Linked DNA regions of Mus musculus: regions 1, 2 and 3 are each linked to region 4. Evidence: chromatin contacts called from public Hi-C, HiChIP or PLAC-seq and promoter capture Hi-C data. All regions are on one chromosome and are shown on one strand. Each heading gives the region's core, a stretch centred on a gene start, on an enhancer-like site or on the middle of the called end of the contact. The rest is flanking DNA. Distances are from core to core; before and after follow the strand shown.

What was found. Promoter capture Hi-C pulls out the DNA fragments that hold promoters and counts their contacts. A called contact is a pair of places that touch in the nucleus more often than the background predicts. HiChIP or PLAC-seq counts read pairs in DNA pulled down with a chosen protein or histone mark.
Region 1: a Hi-C map of regulatory T cells shows a contact between it and region 4, with 3 times the contacts expected there. The contact joins the enhancer-like site here to the promoter of BC064078 in region 4. A contact is called at or near these places in 1 of 15 datasets of contacts at CTCF or cohesin (pro-B cells), 14 of 484 Hi-C or Micro-C datasets (CD4 T cells, Th1 cells, bone marrow-derived macrophages and 8 more), 18 of 115 datasets of contacts at active chromatin or transcription factors (the SCID.adh cell line, bone marrow-derived macrophages, effector CD8 T cells and 6 more) and 3 of 9 other capture datasets (adipose tissue, embryonic stem cells and liver).
Region 2: a promoter capture Hi-C map of pre-B cells shows a contact between it and region 4, with 2.9 times the contacts expected there. The contact joins the promoter of Klrb1b here to the promoter of BC064078 in region 4. A contact is called at or near these places in 1 of 39 promoter capture datasets (pre-B cells) and 3 of 115 datasets of contacts at active chromatin or transcription factors (CD8 T cells, bone marrow-derived macrophages and epiblast stem cells).
Region 3: a contact with region 4 is called in an H3K27ac HiChIP or PLAC-seq map of epiblast stem cells, with 2.7 times the contacts expected there. The contact joins the promoter of 2310001H17Rik here to the promoter of BC064078 in region 4. A contact is called at or near these places in 2 of 39 promoter capture datasets (both in embryonic stem cells), 1 of 15 datasets of contacts at CTCF or cohesin (large pre-B cells), 5 of 484 Hi-C or Micro-C datasets (B cells, bone marrow-derived macrophages and embryonic stem cells), 11 of 115 datasets of contacts at active chromatin or transcription factors (the 230-238 cell line, acute myeloid leukemia, effector CD8 T cells and 4 more) and 1 of 9 other capture datasets (embryonic stem cells).

The regions. Positions count from the first base shown.
Region 1 is chr6:128,849,859-128,854,517 of GRCm38.p6, forward strand. It overlaps BC035044 (cDNA sequence BC035044), which reads right to left. Exons shown (of 3, transcript NM_001254946.1): 3 at 1-347. The coding sequence ends at 224. Among named protein-coding and RNA genes, the nearest start is that of Gm34849, 4.8 kb to the right of the region's middle. Within about 2 kb of position 3,138, at least 25 of the 459 cell types and tissues checked have an H3K27ac peak or open chromatin away from gene starts, as enhancers often do. A contact at or near this core is called in bone marrow-derived macrophages, memory CD8 T cells, pro-B cells and 1 more, where this site is marked.
Region 2 is chr6:128,824,150-128,828,795 of GRCm38.p6, forward strand. Klrb1b (killer cell lectin-like receptor subfamily B member 1B) reads right to left here and starts at 2,166. Exons shown (of 6, transcript NM_030599.4): 1 at 2,010-2,166. The coding sequence starts at 2,097.
Region 3 is chr6:129,235,664-129,240,353 of GRCm38.p6, forward strand. 2310001H17Rik (RIKEN cDNA 2310001H17 gene) reads right to left here and starts at 2,819. Exons shown (of 4, transcript NR_040268.1): 1 at 2,773-2,819; 2 at 2,076-2,181.
Region 4 is chr6:128,990,114-128,994,836 of GRCm38.p6, forward strand. It overlaps BC064078 (cDNA sequence BC064078), which reads left to right and starts at 2,848. Exons shown (of 3, transcript NR_015455.2): 1 at 2,848-2,993.

The sequences.
Region 1 (4,659 bases), core at 1,888-4,387, 140 kb before region 4:
TTCCCGCCCTGACTCAGTGTCTCCTGGAGTCCTGGACTCAGTGTCAAGTCTCCCAGGTTCGTGGGCTGAGCAGGTTGTCAGAGAACTTATTTTTGAGACCTGTTAGTCACCTCTGAGGAAAGTGCCCTCCATGTGCAGCCTTTCCCCGTACTGATCATGTGCTGTGAATGTGGAGGTCAGATGACTAAATAGCCAGCACAGCAGAGATGCACCACACAGCAGACTAGAGTGTTGTTGGCCTGGAAGCTGCCTGGCATTGTTGACCTGTGTTTCTAGGAGAGGCCAGCAGGGGGCCCTCAGTTCTTTGCTTGAATTTCTTGAAAACATCCATGGAATATCTAGGCAACCTAGGTCATAAAGAGAAAGCTTCAATTAGAAAATTAGCAAAAAAGGGTTCTTTCCAGCTCTGGGGCACAGGCCTGTAGGATATGCTGAAGAGGCAGAGGCAGAAGGATCTGAGTTTGAGGCCAGCTTGGTGTACACATTTTTTCTTCCCGCCCACAAACATCTTTTAAGAGGCTCTAGAGTTACATTCGTTGGTAGGGACCAAGCTATATATTTTTATTTTGAATGCATAGCCGAGATATAATTGTATCTCTCAGGTATACCTTGAACTTTCTTCTGGTAAGATGAAAATTCTACAGATGTTGGGAGGATGCTTCCCACCTTCCCTGTACAATACTTACGCTGGCCACAGATGAGGTGTGTATTCACAAGGGAATGCCTTGGTTTCCTTCAGGAGGCGGTATATATTGTGAAAATTAATTCAGTGAGACGAGTAGTAAAGCCTTTGTGTCTGGCTTTGAGTGAACTATTACAGCAAAGTTTTTGTTAGGTTTGGGTCAATCAGTAGAGGCTGAGAACTTGTTATGGGCCTGTTTAAACCTTGAAGAAATGTTTTCTCTCTGGAGAGTCTGCACTGGGTGCTATGTGAGAGCTTGCAGCTGCTCTAATCTTGGTCCTACGACTCCTGGCAAACCCGGAGTTCTTCCTTTTGATTATGACTAGCCATGTTAAAAAGGGACTGAGATTTGTGTGTGTTGTCTGCTATCCTGAGGAGCAAAGGGCAAGATAACTTTGGTAGCTGGAACCTTTCCCAGACCCAGTTAACCTTGTTTGGTGTTTAAATAAGGTAACTGATGTGAGCTAGCTGGGTGTCAGTCTTTCCTGGGAAGGTTGGGCCCCTCTGCTCCTTCAGAAAATGAAGGCTTAGCATCTTGTTGAGCTTCTCTGTCTATGGCTGCACCTACGACCAACATCAATCAATAGCACAGGGACACCCTTGCTACTCTAGACTTGACCTGCTCAGACTTTGTTAATCAATGACAAAAGAATTGCTGCTTTGGGGTTACAGTGAGCTTGTGGAAATAAAGATAGATGAGAATTTTTTAAACTAGATATAAGTTTCAAAAAAGAAATACATAATCAACAATCCTGTTGTAATTTCCCCTTGTGTAACGATTTTGATCTATTTTAATATGTTTTTGTGGTGATTGCTCAACTTGTGGCTATGAGGTAACTTTCTTTTTAGATAGAAAACTTTTTTAAAGGGGTACAAAAGAGGGTTAAGAGAAAAAAAATAAATCGCTGGAGCCTGCTTTTGCTTCACCCACTGTGTGTGTGTTTGTTTGTGTGTGTGTGTGTATGTTTGTGTGTGTGTTTGTTTGTGTGTGTGTGTATGTTTGTGTGTGTGTTTGTTTGTGTGTGTGCGTATGTTTGTGTGTGTGTTTGTTTGTGTGTATGTGTTTGTGTGTGTGTGTGTGTTTGTTCGTGTGTGTGTTTGTTTGTGTGTGTGTTTGATTTCCCTCCTTTTCTTTTCTCTAATCGCTGGCTGCATAGGCAGCAACCCTCGTTGGTCACTATCTGAACTGACCCCCCCACATCCACCAGCTCCTCTCAGCACTAACCCCAATCGCTGAGGATACACCTTGCTGCCTGACTTGATTTATCCTGTGGTGTCAAAGCTGGCCTTTGACAACAAACTAAAATAGATTTCCAGCTGTGGTGGCCCATGCAAAACCACAGAGGGCTGAACTTAATCAATGCTAAGACAGGAGGACAGAGTGTCGCTTTGAGGAGAATCAGCTCGACCTGGGGAGAGTGATGTAAGTGATTGTTAGAAGGAGTTAAACGCAGAGAAAAGGCAGGCAGTGCTTTCTGGAGGGACACCTGGCTGCTTGGGGACTGGGGATCACACTTTCGGATGGCCAATCATTGCAGTTGTGCTAACTTTACTGTTTGGTCCCTGCTTTTCAGCTGTTTCACCAACTTCCTCACTCACAGCATCGCTATATTCTTCATGTTCCAAAACCTAGCAGCTTTTATCTAACCCCAACATGGCCACCCTACCTTTGAGACCCAACAGCAGCCTCCCCAAATGGTGTCTGCTCTCTGTCCTTTTTCTTTTTCACCTGACCGGAGTTGGGATATTTTGGGTAAGAGCCTGGGTACTGAAAACAACGTATTCTGCTTCCAATCAAACCACAAACACAGCTGTATCTTCCTGGTAGCCACAGATACACACAGACACACACACACAGAGACACACACACAGACACACACAGACACACACAGACACACACAGACACACACAGACACACACAGACACACACACACAGACACACATAGACACACACACAGACACACATAGACACACATAGACACACATAGACACACACACAGACACACACACAGACACACACACAGACACACATAGACACACATAGACACACACACAGACACACACACACAGACACACACAGACACACATAGACACACATAGACACACACACAGACACACACACACAGACACATATAGACATGCACACACCAACACCTATGTCCCCATCCCCTGTAAATGTGTTCAACCTTCATGCCATGGAAAGTTTGGGCCCCTCTCTATTCCAATAAAGCAATCTCAGCTTGCTGGTATCTAATCTCTCTTCTCTCTCTTCTCTGCCTCTCCTCTCCTACAGTGGCAGTGTGCTCTTCTATCAAGTCCCCAGAGTCACTCTTCATTGTGAGCAGAAGCACAATTCTCACTTCAAAGGGAATAAGCATTTACTCTGGAGACAAAATGAGTGACTATGCCCAGAAACACAGATTTAGATTACCCAAAATAGAGCAAAGGAAGCCACACCCAAAGACACTTGTCAAGCACATCGGTGGAGATGTGAGAGACATGGTTACAGTAAAGTGGGAGCCGTTGGTATAGGCTCAGATGTTACCTGGTGATGCTCTCTGTTTTTGGATCGGTGGAAGCTACCTGTCTGTTAATATATGCCAAGGAGAGCTAGTCTTCTGAGTTATTCGATGGCGAGAAAGGTCAGGGACAGAGGGGAGCAACAGTTATTGTGAGGGCTAAAGATGGAGGGCTGGAGAGATGACTCCTCTCCAGGGAGATCTGATGTTCTCTTTTGACCTTCAGGAGTACCAGGCATGTACAAGGTACACATACATATATACAAGAAAAGCACTAATGTGCATAAAATAAATGGTTCTTCCTTCCTTGCTTCTCTCTCTCTCTCTCTCTCTCTCTCTCTCTCTCTCTCTCTCTCTCTCTCTCTCTCTCATTTTTTCTAGAGGTCTAAAGTGGCTCATAAAAGTGGCTCACAGCATTTCCAACCCTCAGCGGCCACTAAAGCTCTAATCAGCCTTACAGAAGTTTATGTGGAAGTCTCTGCTTCTTTCCAGAAACTTTGATTTTCACAGGCTTGAAAGGGGCTAGCAATTACTGTTCACCCTTTTTTGAAGTTGTTATGCTTCTGGGTTGATTCCCACAGGACATCAATTTTCACTAAATGTCACTGTAATGAGTACATTCTCGAACTGGTTCATTTCACTAACAGGAGAAATAACCTTTCCGATGTTGCTGAAATCCCAGGAGAAGTTGAGTCCCCACCCAGGGGACTGAGACCTCTTCTTCATTACTCTCAGCTTGAGGAGATCGACTTTGAGATCAGTCAAGTCACCATTTCCCAGCCATAGCCTAAGAGGTACCGGGTACCTTTCCCAGGTCCAGGGCCCCGAGAGCCTCTGCAAAGCTGTGGCCTTAGCAGGGCGAGCCTGACTATTCCAGAACACAGACCAGGTCTTTGCTTCAGAGAGCCTTTGGATTTGGAGATGGCTTTCCAGGGTTTCCCCACCCACCACAGTTCCACCGCAGGCTATCAAGTGAGACCCAGGCTATCACGTGAGACGCTGCATCACAGGCCTTGGGTCTCCAGCAAGGCTGGGGGTGGGGGGCAAACACTGAGTCTAAAGCTGATCCTCAGTCATCCTTGGGGTATCTGCTACACACTCTATCTAAATTGGGGCTGTCTCAGACCATCTGTCTTTCTTTGTTCTGTGACTTGGTCATTAAAATCCCTTGCACAATGTGTATAAACAGCCACCAGGGGGCACTCATTACCATAACATCCTTCGTGACCCTAAAATATTCTGCAGGTGTATAGACCAATAGCCTGAACTTCCCCATGTACAGGTCTTTTGGGAACTGCACTCTCTCCTCTCTCCCACTCCCCGTGAGCACAGGGCTCCAGGTGCCGCCTAGCCCTGCCCTCCTCCACCTCACCGACTTCCCTCTGTCCAGTGTGACCTCAGCATTGTTAGCAGCAGAAGCAGCAGTACTGATTGTAATGATGATGGTGAATGACTTGG
Region 2 (4,646 bases), core at 916-3,415, 170 kb before region 4:
ACCTATTTTACCCATTGTACTATCAAAACAGACCTTTGGTCATTTAACCACAAAGAAACTAGGTCACTGCCCCCGTCCCCCTTTCCGGTCCTTTTTGCTGGCAGATCTAATCGTGGTGCTTCGAGCTTACCACAGTTTGAGTCCTTTAGCTAACAGGTCTTGGCGGTTTCACAGTTACTATGCCAGTGCGTCAGCATTTTCTCTTCAAATATTATGCTCAAACATTATTTTTATTCTAGTTATTTGTTTCTTTTCTTCAGGTTTATTTCCAGATTAGTAACCTTTAGGATAATGATTACTTCTTTTTATCTGTTTTAAAGACTTCCTAGACACTTTTTATGAATTTGGTTGTGAGCCTAGCCTTTACCGCTGAAACATCTCGACAGCCCTCTAGTTTTCTTGATTTGGGATCATAGACAGTAGGATTTGAGGAAAGCATTATTATTTTTCTCTATATTAGTCTTCTTTTTTTATTAGGTATTTTCTTATTTTACATTTCAAATGCTATCCCAAAAGTCCCCCATACCCACCCACCCCCACTTCCCTACCCACCCACTCCCACTTCTTGGCCCTGGTGTTCCCCTGTACTGGGGCATATAAAGTTTACATGACCAATGGGCCTCTCTTTCTAGTGATGGCCGACTAGGCCATCTTCTGATACATATGCAGCTAGAGACATGAGCTCTGGGGGGACTGGTTAGTTCATATTGTTGTTCCACCTATAGGATTGCAGACCCCTTTAGCTCCTTGGGTACTTTCTCTAGCTCCTACATTGGGGGCCCTGTGTTCCATGCAATAGCTGACTGTGAGCATCCACTTCTGTGTTTGCCAGGCACCAGCATAGCCTCCTAAGAGACAGCTATATCAGGGTCTTTTCAGCAGAATCTTGCTGGTTTTCTTATACCATTTTCAACAAGGTCTTTTCTCCACTTTTGTTAGGCATGATGGGAAAACAAAGACTTGCTTTTTCCCAACACAAAATAGCTGACACCATCACTCCCCGTGGAGTTATCTACCAGGCCCTCTTCCACTCTCCACTGACCCTTACGTAAACATTATAATGAAATTTATTTGGTGACTCTGAGACTTTCTCCTTGACTCAAACCTTTGACAATTTAATAGTTTCTAACAAGAACCACTAAAGTTGGAAGTCCACATGTTACAACACATAGAGAACATCATATTGGAAAACAACTGCCCTGTGTTCAGTTAGACAGCAGACTAGAATTTTGTTTTCATGATTATTTTATACACTCTCTACCTGAGTTTCTGTTCTCTTACATCTCAGCCATCCTTATGTCACATACTTCACCTCTTGGTAGACTTCCACATTTCTTTTGCTAGAATCATTAAATCCTCTGGTGGACAAGAGTGCTACTTTTGGCCAGCATTGAAAGATTAATTCCCAACTGGCTCAGGTAACTTGTGGTTCCTCCACTTATAGCTGTTATACTTTGCAAGAGAGAAAGAACCAGCTTTTTAACAAATTGAATAAATTTTAATATATAAAAATTACTGGCTTTTAATTTAATTCAGACCTTTCATTTTTACTATGACTTTCCCCACAACGAATGTCTTCCTTTTCAGGCGACAAAGACATTAACAATGACGTCTACACACTTCACTGTGAAGGGAGAGCTGGGGTTGCCACCAAGGTAGAACGGGATCGTAGTGTCCATGTTCTGTAGACGAATTTGGAATTAGCAATGGAATGCAGCAAGTATCTCTTAAACCACCCCTTGGCTCATGGGAGTAAAATATTCTTTCTTAGAATTCTTAGCAAAGGCAGAATAGGAGAAGTAATGTTCGGATTTCCTTCTGACTACACGAGTAAAAATGGACTCTATGGCATTTGTAGAACTGTGGTTTTCTGCAGGCAGGATAGCTATACTATTTAACTCTAACATATACCTGCTTGTCACCTTTAAATCAATGACTTACACCCATAAGTTTTGGAGGATAATCTTAACTCTGGAAGATAATTCAAATGCCAGAAGCAAGCTGCTTACCTGGGGAAAGAGATGGAGGTGAATCATGCTTAGGTTCTTGGATCCTGGCTAGGTTTAAATCTGCATAGACCAGTGTTGTTGAATCCATTGTAGATGGAGGGACTTGACACCGGCCTCGTGAACAGGGACAAACTTTGAGTCCTGTGAGGTGAAATGAGCCAAAAAGGAAGTCCGCTGGGTATGCTGTGCTGTGTGTGTCCACACCCGCCCACACTGGTGGCTGAGGGTTTCTCCATAGCTATTGACCTGGTGTCTGTCCTACTCTCAGGCTTCCTTTTCTTTTTTTCTTTAGACAAGAATGTGCCACATACAGAACGTACGGTTTGGTTTCTAACAAATTTCTGGAAAGGTCTTTCTTATGTTCTTATTCCTCTAACCATCCGTTATGAGTTATCCTCTCAGATCTCCAATGAGTGAAATATTTATCCTGAGTTCAAATTTACCTTTCCCTCAGCCCCCAGGGATTAAGATGTGTGACATTTTATTCTATGTTATGAAAATGTGGATTAGGACACAAATGTCCACGGTACTATCTGACGTGAGTTGAAGCTCTAACATCCTCCTGAAATTTGCATACTGTGAAGGGAGCTGTGGATTGTGGAGATGCTGCTGTGGTGAGAACCCATGGCAACACAACAGGAAAAGCAGCAGGTCCCACTCAGTGCTGTTCTGAGCTAAGGGCTCCATCATTCAGAGCTCAGGGAGTGGAGGACTTGGGTCTATGGGATGTGCTAACTCATCGAAGGATTTGTAGGCCTAGAGCCTTAGAGCAAGGACCACAAATGCCCCCATGTCGGGTATTGTCATATCACAAGTGAAAAAGAAGAAGAAAATCAAGGATTTCCTTAAAGCCACTTTCTGTGGTCAGAGTGGAGTTGAACAAGTATCGGGTACTGGCAGCAGTCTGCTGGCTGTGAGTTCTAGGAGACAGGGGATGTGTACAGACAACTTGGGGCTCACACTCATTTTTCCATGACCATAATGACTATGAAGTATGGGTAAGCCTGTGTTAGTATCTCACAGATCACTTAAGACACTGTGAAATGTCCTCAGCTGTCACTGATGACAGTCCCCTCACTCAATACTCATGCTATTGAAACCTAAGACTTCAACAAGTGTATGGGATTCTCCAGACTTGTCCATCCTGAGAGATCCTATGTATTTATTTTGCTCAGATTACTAAACCTAGCAGGCAACAGTACTAATTTCAACCAGTGCTGAAATGTTAGTGTATATATAAATTTCAAATACATCAGGACCTCAGGCTTTAGTATATATAAGAATCACCTGAAAGTTTGTTAATAATTCACTTCCTATACTTAACCCTCCTCTCTTCCCTAGATATCACGAGTATCTTCAGTGGGAAATGTGTGAATAACATTCCAAATATTTGAGGTGGCTCATGGATTATGCTTAAGCAAACAGCCTTCGGGTCAGTGAATAAGAGGATAGATTAGAAAGATCAATAGAGTACAGAGAAGTCTGAAGCTGAGATTAGATGAAAAATAAATCTTTGAGGATTGACGTTTAAGGTGGTTTTTAGGTTTACTTTATTATTGTATGTGTATTGGTGTTCTGTGGGTGTGAGCTGCCATGTTGCCATGTAAGGTGGGAATTGTCCCTCTGGAAGGACAGCTGGTGCTCTTGACTACTGAGCCATCTCTGCAAGCCCAACATTGAAATGTTGCATGTTCTGAAGCCTGACCATGATGGATCTACAGTGGCCTTACTAAAATCAAGAGATGTGAGGGGAGATACTTTCATCAGCAAGTGCTTCCAAAAGCCTCTAAGCCACAAATCGTAAAGAAACTAAAAATAACAACCAGTGACGATTGTTATTGCCCATGCAGCTGATAGACCACTTTTCCTGTGACAGAGTGGCAGGGGCAATACCAAGTACTGAAAGTAGTTTTTTTTACAACAGAAGTTTTGTTATGTGGCCATCATTGAACAGATAAAAATAAAACCCTCCTGAGAATACATGTCAGGAGAATCTGACTGACCAAAGTCATCCGATCACCTAATTGCCCAAATGATAGTTCCACCGCAAAATATGTCAGATGTCAGGACTATAATGATCTTGTTGCTATAAAATATAAGGAGTGTGGGCAGGTGTGTGTAGTTGTGTGCAGAAGAATACAATGTGATATTATGCATATACAACGTGTTATGAAATCTAAAGGGCTTAAGGCGTGAACGATTGTATGTGATCCTGGGTTTTATTTATTTTTATTTGTCCATGTCCGTGTATGTGTTTATGCCTGGGTGTGAACACGGTGTATGTCTGTGTGGTGTATGTGCATGTGTTTGGGAATGTACACACCTATGTGCATGCCCAGAGGCCAGAGAAGAATTTTGGATACTCTTTCTTTCTTGTTCCTTTGATGCATGGTTTCATTTGGAGCTTGTAATGACTTTGTGTTTGCAGCTAGTCTGAAAACCAACAGCCTCTAGCGGTCCTTCTTTCTCTTTCCCTCTGGATGCTGGGGTTATAGGTGTTCCTGAGACCACATCTGGCGTGTTACATCATTCTTATCTGCTGAGATATCTTTCCAAACCGTGATACGGAGTTTTAGAGAGGCTATAGTCAAAGACATATTGAAAATCTCAAGGATTAAGAAAGACAACTTTCCTATG
Region 3 (4,690 bases), core at 1,569-4,068, 250 kb after region 4:
GGGGCTTACAAAGGCCACCAGATTTTCTGGGACCCATCAATATAGAGAACGACTTGGCAGTCAACATGATAATCCCCTAGAACAGTTCAAAGATTGGGAAGGACACTTCTTCAGAACATTGCCAAGGACAACTCTCCAAACCAATGACACTGAGAAACTGTCAGCCTGTCTCCATCCTCTGACTCTTTTCCTTTGTGGGGGACCAGCCAAACTTCATTTGTCACTCAGAAGTAAGGGTCAGAGACAGGCAATTCAATCAATGTGCCAGGAAAAGGAATCAACAAAGGGATCCGGTGACCTCAAGCTCATCTTGGGATCCTAACATGGCTTTAGGCATAAGCAGGGGAAGAATTAAGGAAGCAGATGGTTCTCTTGAGCAAGAGGACTCTCCAAACCACCTGGAAGAACAGGAACTGAGCAAATGATCAACTATAGCACTGTCAGACTGAGAGCGCTTAGTCAGGAAGCCCTCTGGGCCCTGCACTAATACTTCCTCTGCTGAAACCCTAGCTGATGTCCATTCTCTAGAAGATGGGATTCATTTCTGTGTTCCTCACACAGGCATTTTGTATTTTGACTAAACTCCATATTTCCATCACGAGTCTTGTTTGGAGCATGTTAGAACCTCAGGGCTCAGTTACAGCATGTGCTCCAGGCCTCCTGTTACAAGATGCGTCATGAATTCCAATGCTAGAGTCCCAGACTACACTACATGTGCTGGCCCGTGGCTAAAGCTAATAGTGTTTTCCATGAGTGCTGACTAAACAAGTGGGGAATTCCAGAAACTGGGCACAGTCAGAACAGACTCTTAAGAGATTTCCCCGCAGAGAAGAACAACGCAAAAGTCATCACACCCACCTCTTAAAACACCTTCGTATGCAACAATATGAACTAACCAGTACCCCGGAGCTTTTGTCTCTAGCTGCATATGTATCAAAAGATGGCCTAGTCGGCCATCAGTGGAAAGAGAGGCCCATTGGTCGTGCAAACTTTATATGCCTCAGTACAGGGGAACACCAGGGCCAAAAAGTGGGAGTGGGTGGGAGGGTATGGGGGACTTTTGGGATAGAATTGGAAATGTAAATGAGGAAAATACCTAAAAAAACATTAAAAAAAAAAACACCTTTGCGTGGTTGGTTTTGGCTCTCAATTTAACACAATCTGAAATCACTTGCAAAGGGAGTTTCCATGAAGGATTATCTAGATTAGGATGGTATGTGGGTGCATCTGAGGAAAACTAACATGGGGAAAAAAAATCCTCCCACTGAGATGAAACCATTCTTTGAGCAGGGGATTTTGGACTGTCAGAGAGTGAAGAAATTGCACTAAGCTTCATTGTTCTTTCTTTCCACAGTGGCTGGATTGTGACCAACTGCTTCAAAGGTCTGCTGCCTTCACTTTCCTCCAGTGATGCACTGTGATGATTTGAATGAGAAAAGCCCCTCATAGGCTCCTGTATATGAACACTTGGTCCCCAGTTGGTGGTGATGTTTAGGGGAGGTTGGGAAACCTTTAGGAGGTATGACCTTGCTACACTTAGTACACAGCTGGCGGTGGGTTGGGCTTGAAGAGTTTTTAGCCAATGAAGGAGAAGACCAAACAAATCAGGCAAGGAGACACACTAATGCACAGGTATTCCCAAAACAGTATGGGACATGAAAATCCATAAGATTATCAAATCATTGGGCCTGTAAAAGTGATACTATATGTTCTTCAAGGAAAATATGGGTGCCCTCCTCAATATCAAATTGAAAACTGTGCCAGTGTAAGAAAAGGGGGAGGGGGAGGCAAGATGCACAGTAAAAACCCCACTGCTTCTTATACTAAGAATTATCTGCTCTATAGACAATTACAGACCTAAGCAAAAGTCCTGAAACGAAGGTATCTGAGATGACTCACTGGGCTTTGCCGGGGCTACTGACCTGGGTACATTCCTGGGCCTCACATTTGACTGACACCGAAAAGTTGATCTCTAACCTTTATATGTACACACACACACACACACACACACACACACACACACACACAGTGAAATTACCAACATGTGTATGTTGAGAACTGGAGGGGCTACTCACCCTGAGAACGGAGAATCAGATGCACGGTGCTGGGAGCAAGAGAGCTGCCTTACTAGTCCGTGCAGTGACTAGCCTGAAAGCCACTGCCTTTTCAATTGTGCCACACCTGCAGATATTATCTACATGCAGCTTAACGCTCAGAAGGAGGGTCTCAACTCTCCCAGTTCTCTCCACTTCCTCCCTGCTAACTCCCCTGCCCCAGCAAAGAACACCTAGAGGGCCGCTCAGCAGTTTAAGAATGCTTGCTGCCCTTTTACCTGAAAATTTTAAGTAGTTCAGACAGCTCACTACCATCTGTTAACCCGAGTGCCGCAGCATTCAGTGCCCTCTGCTGAGCACTGGCGCACCTGCAGGCTTGCACACAGGAAGCTCCTCCCATCCTCTCCCCCTCCCTTCCCTCACACAGGAATGCAAATAAAAATATAACTTTAAAAGAACTCGAAGTGTCAACATCACGGTGTCATAAATAACACCGTGCAGAGCCCTATTTAAAATAAACAACCCTGCGGATTGTAGTGCTGCTCCCGGCTCCCTCAAAGCAAATTCTTTCATATGAAACAACAAAGTCTCATCCAACCGCATCGCTAATAACTAAAACGAAACACAAAACAAGTAAGGAGGGCATTGGTTGGAACCCGTGGGCGTCCCTGCTCCTCAAATAACTCTGAAACTCTTCCCTCAGGTATTCCCACTGTACCGAATCTGGAGATCTAAACTAGTCCTCCCTAGTCAGGTGGCGCCGGCTCCATCTCTGAGTTCTACAGGGCAGGAGCCCCAGCCTGGCAGGGCGGGGAGAGGTGGGGTGGGGCGGCACACGGGTGCCTGTCACAAGTCATATCCCGTGAAATGTGTATGTTAAGCCTCCAATTAAAACAGAAAGAGAAGAAATAATCTATCAAAAATCTAACAGACATCCCATCCCTCAGGAAAACAGTTCCATCTCCAATGGACATAAATTCTAATTAATAAACTTTTTTATTAAAAATAAAATTAATAAATAAAATTAATAAATGTTTCCGAACATCAAGACAAGGTGTGACATCCTTTCCTACCTCCTGTTTGTATCTTCTGCTTGTTGCTTGGCTTGTATCGTCCATAGTCATGACTCAAGCCAAAGATAAACTAAGTTTATAATTATAAGGTGCATTAACACACATCTCTTATTTGTTACCTCCCAGATACTCTTTCTTTTGCAAACATTTATAAGCTACTTTATATTGAAAAGTGGGTCAGGAAAACTAGTGATGTAAAGTGATGAATTTCATTTAACAGTTAATTACAATGAATTGATATAGAAAAGCTACCTCATAACTTATATGATTGTAAATCAATGCCTAAATAATTTCTTTCATGCATATACAACATTTAGTTTATATGATATTTTTCACAGATAGACATTCTATGTCCCCAAAGCTTTAAAGAGCTTTGTGAGAAAATGCTACTATACTGTGACAATTCACAGTTGATATGTAGAGAAAAAAACAAAACAAAACAAACAAACAAAAAAACAAGCCAAAAGAAAGAAAGAAACAAGCAAGCAAACAAACAAGCAAACAAACAAACAAGCAAACAAAAAACCAGACTACTTATCATTTCAGGCTTTAATTCTAGCGAAGTGATGAGATAAATCATTATGCAAGTCACATCAGCTAAAGCACACATAGACTCAGTCAAAACATCAGAGGTGTAAAAAATTCCGTGGCTAAACAAGTCAAACCAACTTTTCAAATCATGTATCAAGCAGCAATCCCTCTATCTAGTTTCTATCACACTGGGGCCGTGAGAACCATCAAGAGACTATTGAAAGAGATTCTCACCTGGACACCGCTTCTCAAAAATTCCATTTCCAGAATCACTGCAGCTACGGGATTCTGTAAGAAAATAGCCACGCTAAGAGCAATAGAAATAGAAATAGAACTATTTGCAGAGAGACACTCACAAAGTCTATTTGTACCCACCTCTCTGCCCATCTTGCATTAGTGTCTGTGTCTGCATGACTTAGAGGTCATTGTGAACTTGCTATCTCTGACTGCTGATGCTCATGCATATAGTTCAAGTATGATGCGTGGTGGTGAGGGTTCAGGTGAGAGATAAAAGACTCAAGATTTAGAGAGGGTTGGAAATACCGTTTCAAATTAGTGTACATGGCAGACGAAGTCACTAGCAAACTGGAAAATATCAGAGATGGGCAAATGTGTGATTCAAAACCAGAAAATCAACAGAGTTGTTAAAGAAGGAGACTGTATTTCTGTATTCTTATAGACTTAAGTGCAAAATCACGGCCCACAGAACCCAAATAGTGGACTCCACTCTTGTTTGATGAACTACTGCATCCCTGCGGGTGTGGTTAGAGTATGATGTAAAGTTACTTTCACAAGTATGTTGTTTTTTTTTTTTCAGATAAAGATCAGTTGATTACTTTCTTCGCATTTGTTATGAAATACTAGTCTTCCATTATGTTGATATACTAGGAACACCTTCATCTTGCTAGCATTGAATGCCAGGAGATCTGCTTGCCTAAGCTATCAGCTGACATTGGGTTTCAAGGTGAGAGACAAAATATGTTTTACTCTAGAATCTGAAACAAAGACATCCATTCTCACATGTTTTCACAC
Region 4 (4,723 bases), core at 1,598-4,097:
TCTTGCTTTTCAGGTGTGTTGGGGACTCGCTGAGGTGGGAGTGCTGGGTTTGGATGATGGTGAGCAGTTTTGATTTCTGTTAGTAAGATTGTTCCATTCGCCTTTCACCATCTGGTAATCTCTGGCATTAGTTGTTATAGCTGTCTTTGGCTGGAGGTTGTTCCTCCTGTGATTCTGTTAGTCTCTGTTAGCACTCCTGGGAGTCCAACTCTTTCCTGAGTCTCAGTGGGCAGAGTACTCTCAGCAGGCCATCTCTCCTCTGACAGGGGAGGAGCACAGATGTCTGGAGCTCAGATCTACTTCTTGGCTGAAGATGATGACCCAAAACTGGGCCTGTCCCAGAAGCTATGTTGCTTCTTCAGTGTGCAGGTTCCCCTGCACAGACTGGTCTCTGAGGGACCAGGGATACAAGATGGCTCTCTCACCTGTTCCAGCTGTTAGAGCTGTCCCTGGTGGCCACCTCTCCTTTGGCGGAAAAGGAGCACAGGGTCTAGAACTCAGATCTGCTGTGTTGTATCATTTTGATTTACTTATCATGAATCATAATACAATAGGAATTCTCATGTGGGCATGCACTAAGAAAGGGAATTGTTTGCCCTGGGATTGGTCAGGGGATCCGTTTAAAGCTGTGACTGTTTTCTTTTCTACCTGTACCTCCACAGCCTCTCTTTAATGCTGTCTATAGCAAAAATCAGCATCATTGTGTATTACTAGAGTTGCCAAATTTGGAGACTCTATAATGGATCCTCATCAAAATTAAAATAAATCCCCAAATTAATCACAACTGGGGATGGAGTAGGCTTTTCACATTCATGACCCCATTTCCTTCAATAGGAGCACACCTTGTCTAGCAAGGCCATATCTCCTAATTCTTCCTAAACAGCTCCACCAACTAGGTACCAAGCATTTGAATATTTGAGTCTATGGGGCCATTCTCATTCACCATAGTGTTATATAGAAATATGGGTAAAGGACTTTATGAGCCATCTCTGCTAAAGGGAAACATTGTTCTGTTCATGGTAAAGCTCTTTGTCATGTACTAAGTGCTGGATAGATGGCTCAGCTATGCAAAGCTAGGATCACAACTGAAAAGACAAGAACAATGGCTAAAACTTCCCATTGTTAGACACTCTTTCCATCATGAATTTTGGGAGGTGAAGAACTAAATGAGAAGGTCAAAACCAGGCAACCTCATTAGCTCAAAAAAAACCTGAACAAAGACTACCTTCAGCAAGGATGGAAAATGTGGTGTTGGGTTGCTTCTGACTTACCTCCTGTGCTAGAAGACCTCAGGAGATAAATTCTCAGATCCTTGTTTTGCACCTCAAATTTGTGCTGACATCTGAGAAAATTACCGCTTGGACATCAGAAAATCTGAGTGACCCATCTTCAACTGCATTGACAATTTCCAAGTAACAGAATTTAAAAACCCTCTGACTACATTTCTATTAACTCTCATTTTATAATATATTTTATTTAATATATTATATTACTATATTAATTATACATCCTTATATTTTATATAGTTAATATGCTAAATATTATATTTTTTAAATTTAGCCTTGGTTGACTTGGAGCTCCCTATGTAGACCAGGCTAGGCTCTGATTCATAGAGCTCTACCTGTGACAGCGTCCCCAGGGCCGGGATCAGAGCCCATGTGCTACCATACCATCACCTAAATATTTTATCATAAATACTTTTTAAATAGTCTGAGACATTTGCAAATTCCTTGCCATATGTTCCTAAATGATAAAAATAATTCTAAACGCATCTTGCATGAGGATGAGGATGTTCTGCTGTTACATTTTTGGGGTACCTACATTCTAAACCCAAATTCTTTAAGCCTGTGAACTCAGCTCTGAGCAATCTTACACCCTCTCCTGGCCTCTACGGGCACCTGCATGGTTCCACTGAGAGTCACACCCACATATATAGTCAAAATCTAGAGCAGTTTTTCTATACCTGTGAGATGCAACCTCTTTTTTGGGGTGCGGGGGTCGAATTACCCTTTCACAGGGGTCTCATATGAGACATCCTGCATATCAAATATTTACATTATAATTCATAATCGTACCAGAATTACAGTTATGAAATATCAACAAAATAATTTTATGGTTGAGAGTCACCACAATGTGCAGAACTGTATTGAAGAGTCACAGTATGGGCAAAGTTGAGAAACACTGGTCTAGAGGCATTCCTTGTGCTGATAAAGGTGGCAGTGGGCATTATTCTGTCTCCATACCAGTAGCAAAATGTTTCCATATGTAAACATGTAATATTAGACAGCCTGAGTCTGTAGTCCTGAGGTAGGATCTGGCTCCAGAACAAAGGATCTCTTATTCCCTGAGAGGCAAGAAGTTTGTTTAGCTCTGACTGTGATCCCCAACTCTCTTCTTTCTGACTCTGTCTCCTAGAGATTCTGTCTCTGGGCTTTTCAACACACAGACTCCTCTGACCTTGCCCTGGATGTCCCTGTAAAATGCCCCCAAAACCCAGAGCTGTAACAACGTGGGGCTCGCCTACCTTAAAGATCACTGTCTGATGTGTGGTATTCAGGGCAGGAAAGGATTGGTAATATTTTCTTTTTGTTCTTGTCATGTTTGTGTGTGTGTTTGTGTGTTTTTTTGTTGTCGTCTTTTATTTCCTAATTGATTCCCGCTGGACAGTAAAACTGGTCTCACCCTCCAGCCCCTTTTGGCTTTGTTAAAAGCTCTTTGTCTACAGCATTAGTTTCACTTCATTACAGTCTAATGAAATGCCTCCCTTACAATGCTTCAATTTGAGTCAAACAAGTTTGCACAGGAAGGAGTAGCTCAAGCTTCCGGATTGGCCAGTTGGGCTAAATACTGAAACCTCCTCTGTATTTGTGCTTCTCAGCTTTCAATTTTCAATCCTGTAGTGGAAACTCAGCTTCTCAGCTCTGAGATGAGTGTTACAAAGGCTTCCTTACCTATGCTCAGCACTACAAGCAGCCCGCAGGAGGGAGAAGTGGGTATGTATTCAATACTATTTGAACCAAACTATAAGAGCAGAGAGGAGCTTCACCAGGGAAGGAAGGCAAAAGAGCTGAACCTTAAACAAAATAAGGACAGAAGGGCGTCTGTGAGCCCGTCACTGTGGGTCTGCAGAGCAGGAGAATGCAGATCGGATTAGCTATGAGGTTGTTACATTAGTTATTCTATTGGAGTATACAATACTCAAATAGTTCTCAGGCAACAGAAATGAACAGTGAGTCACCTTCTAAGAGCCACAGCTTTCTTTCTTTGTACTTATCTTGCTAGAGCACTCTTCCTAGGGATCTGGTAAGCTACAGTCTGGTGGATTACCTTATTGTGGAAAATGCTAGCTCTACAAGTCCCTGAGTGGAGGAAATTCAAACAGTAGCTTTGCAATGTGCATAGTGACAGAAGTTGCCTGGGAAGCTTGGGGTTTTTGTTTTTCAGATCCATTGTAATTGAAAAAGAATTGTAAGGAGGTGGCATGGGGTGGGGGTGGGTAGTTGAACCTACCCAGGACCACATCCTTTCCATTTTTTTGAGCTCTTGATAAGTTATAGAAAAAGAATATAATGAGTTTTCTTCTTCAGCCTTCAGAAAGGAAGCAAAAGTGTGTTTCTTGTATCTCAAACTGTCTATGCTTCATTATATTGTGTTCCTTTATCTTCCTTTTTCCCTTTATTCCTGTTCCTTCATCTCTTTTTTTCTTTTTGTCATGTATTGAAGAATACTGGATTTTGAGAAAACAAGATCGATATTTATCAAAATACAAAATTCACAACAAATGTTAATGCTTATCACTTAAGCCAAGTATTCTGACTGAAACTATTATTATTATTACTGATAATGATGATGACAATTGATTGATTCTTCGGCATTTCAAATAATGTTAGGACAGTGCCATAGCAAGAAGAGCAAATATGAAGCATTTTGTCAATAGAAACTGAGTTTTGGTAAAGAAGTGCCACAGACAGACCCCTTTTTTGGGTCTCCTATCTGCATGGATCCGGCTACTGGTTGCAGGTGGGCGAAGGAGTCAGTGAAAGTGGGGAGACAAACAGACACAACACGAGAGAGTGTTTTGAATCTGAGTGTAATGTCCAAAGGAAAAACAGACTTTTTTATACAGAAGAAAAACAAAACAAAACAAAACAAAACAAAACAAAAACAAGAAAAGCCAGGCGGGACATATCTGTCAAGTTATAGTGACACAAAACAAAAGGAATGCATACATCAAAAGGTGGTGGAGGATCAGGCCGCATTTACCACTTAGAATGGAGCCAGGTGTAATGCTAGTCTATGTTAAACCCGCAACCAGAGGTTCTTAATAAATACCTGATAATGCTGTTCCTTTGGTCCTCGTGAAGAAACCTGTCCCAGCGGGGATTCCCTTACTCTTTCATGATTAAGTTAGGTCATTGTGAATTCCCTTGTTTGGGTGAGACTTGGCTTTTGTCCTAAGTAATCACTTTGCATACTAGCCCTGAGCTATTCTAGCTCTGTTCTTTGTATTGCCTAATTAGTTTCACTGTCTCTATTAGAAGTAAATTTGAATGTTACTGAATAGGTAACATTCTCACTGAATTCCTACTGAATTCCAAGTCTGCTTCAAGGATTTCAAGGACTTTGGAACACTGGAGGAGTCTTACCTAAGTCAAAACTCAATGTTTAAAGGCACTTATAATAAAACAATACTGAAGGAGAGCATACACCATACTATTGTGGG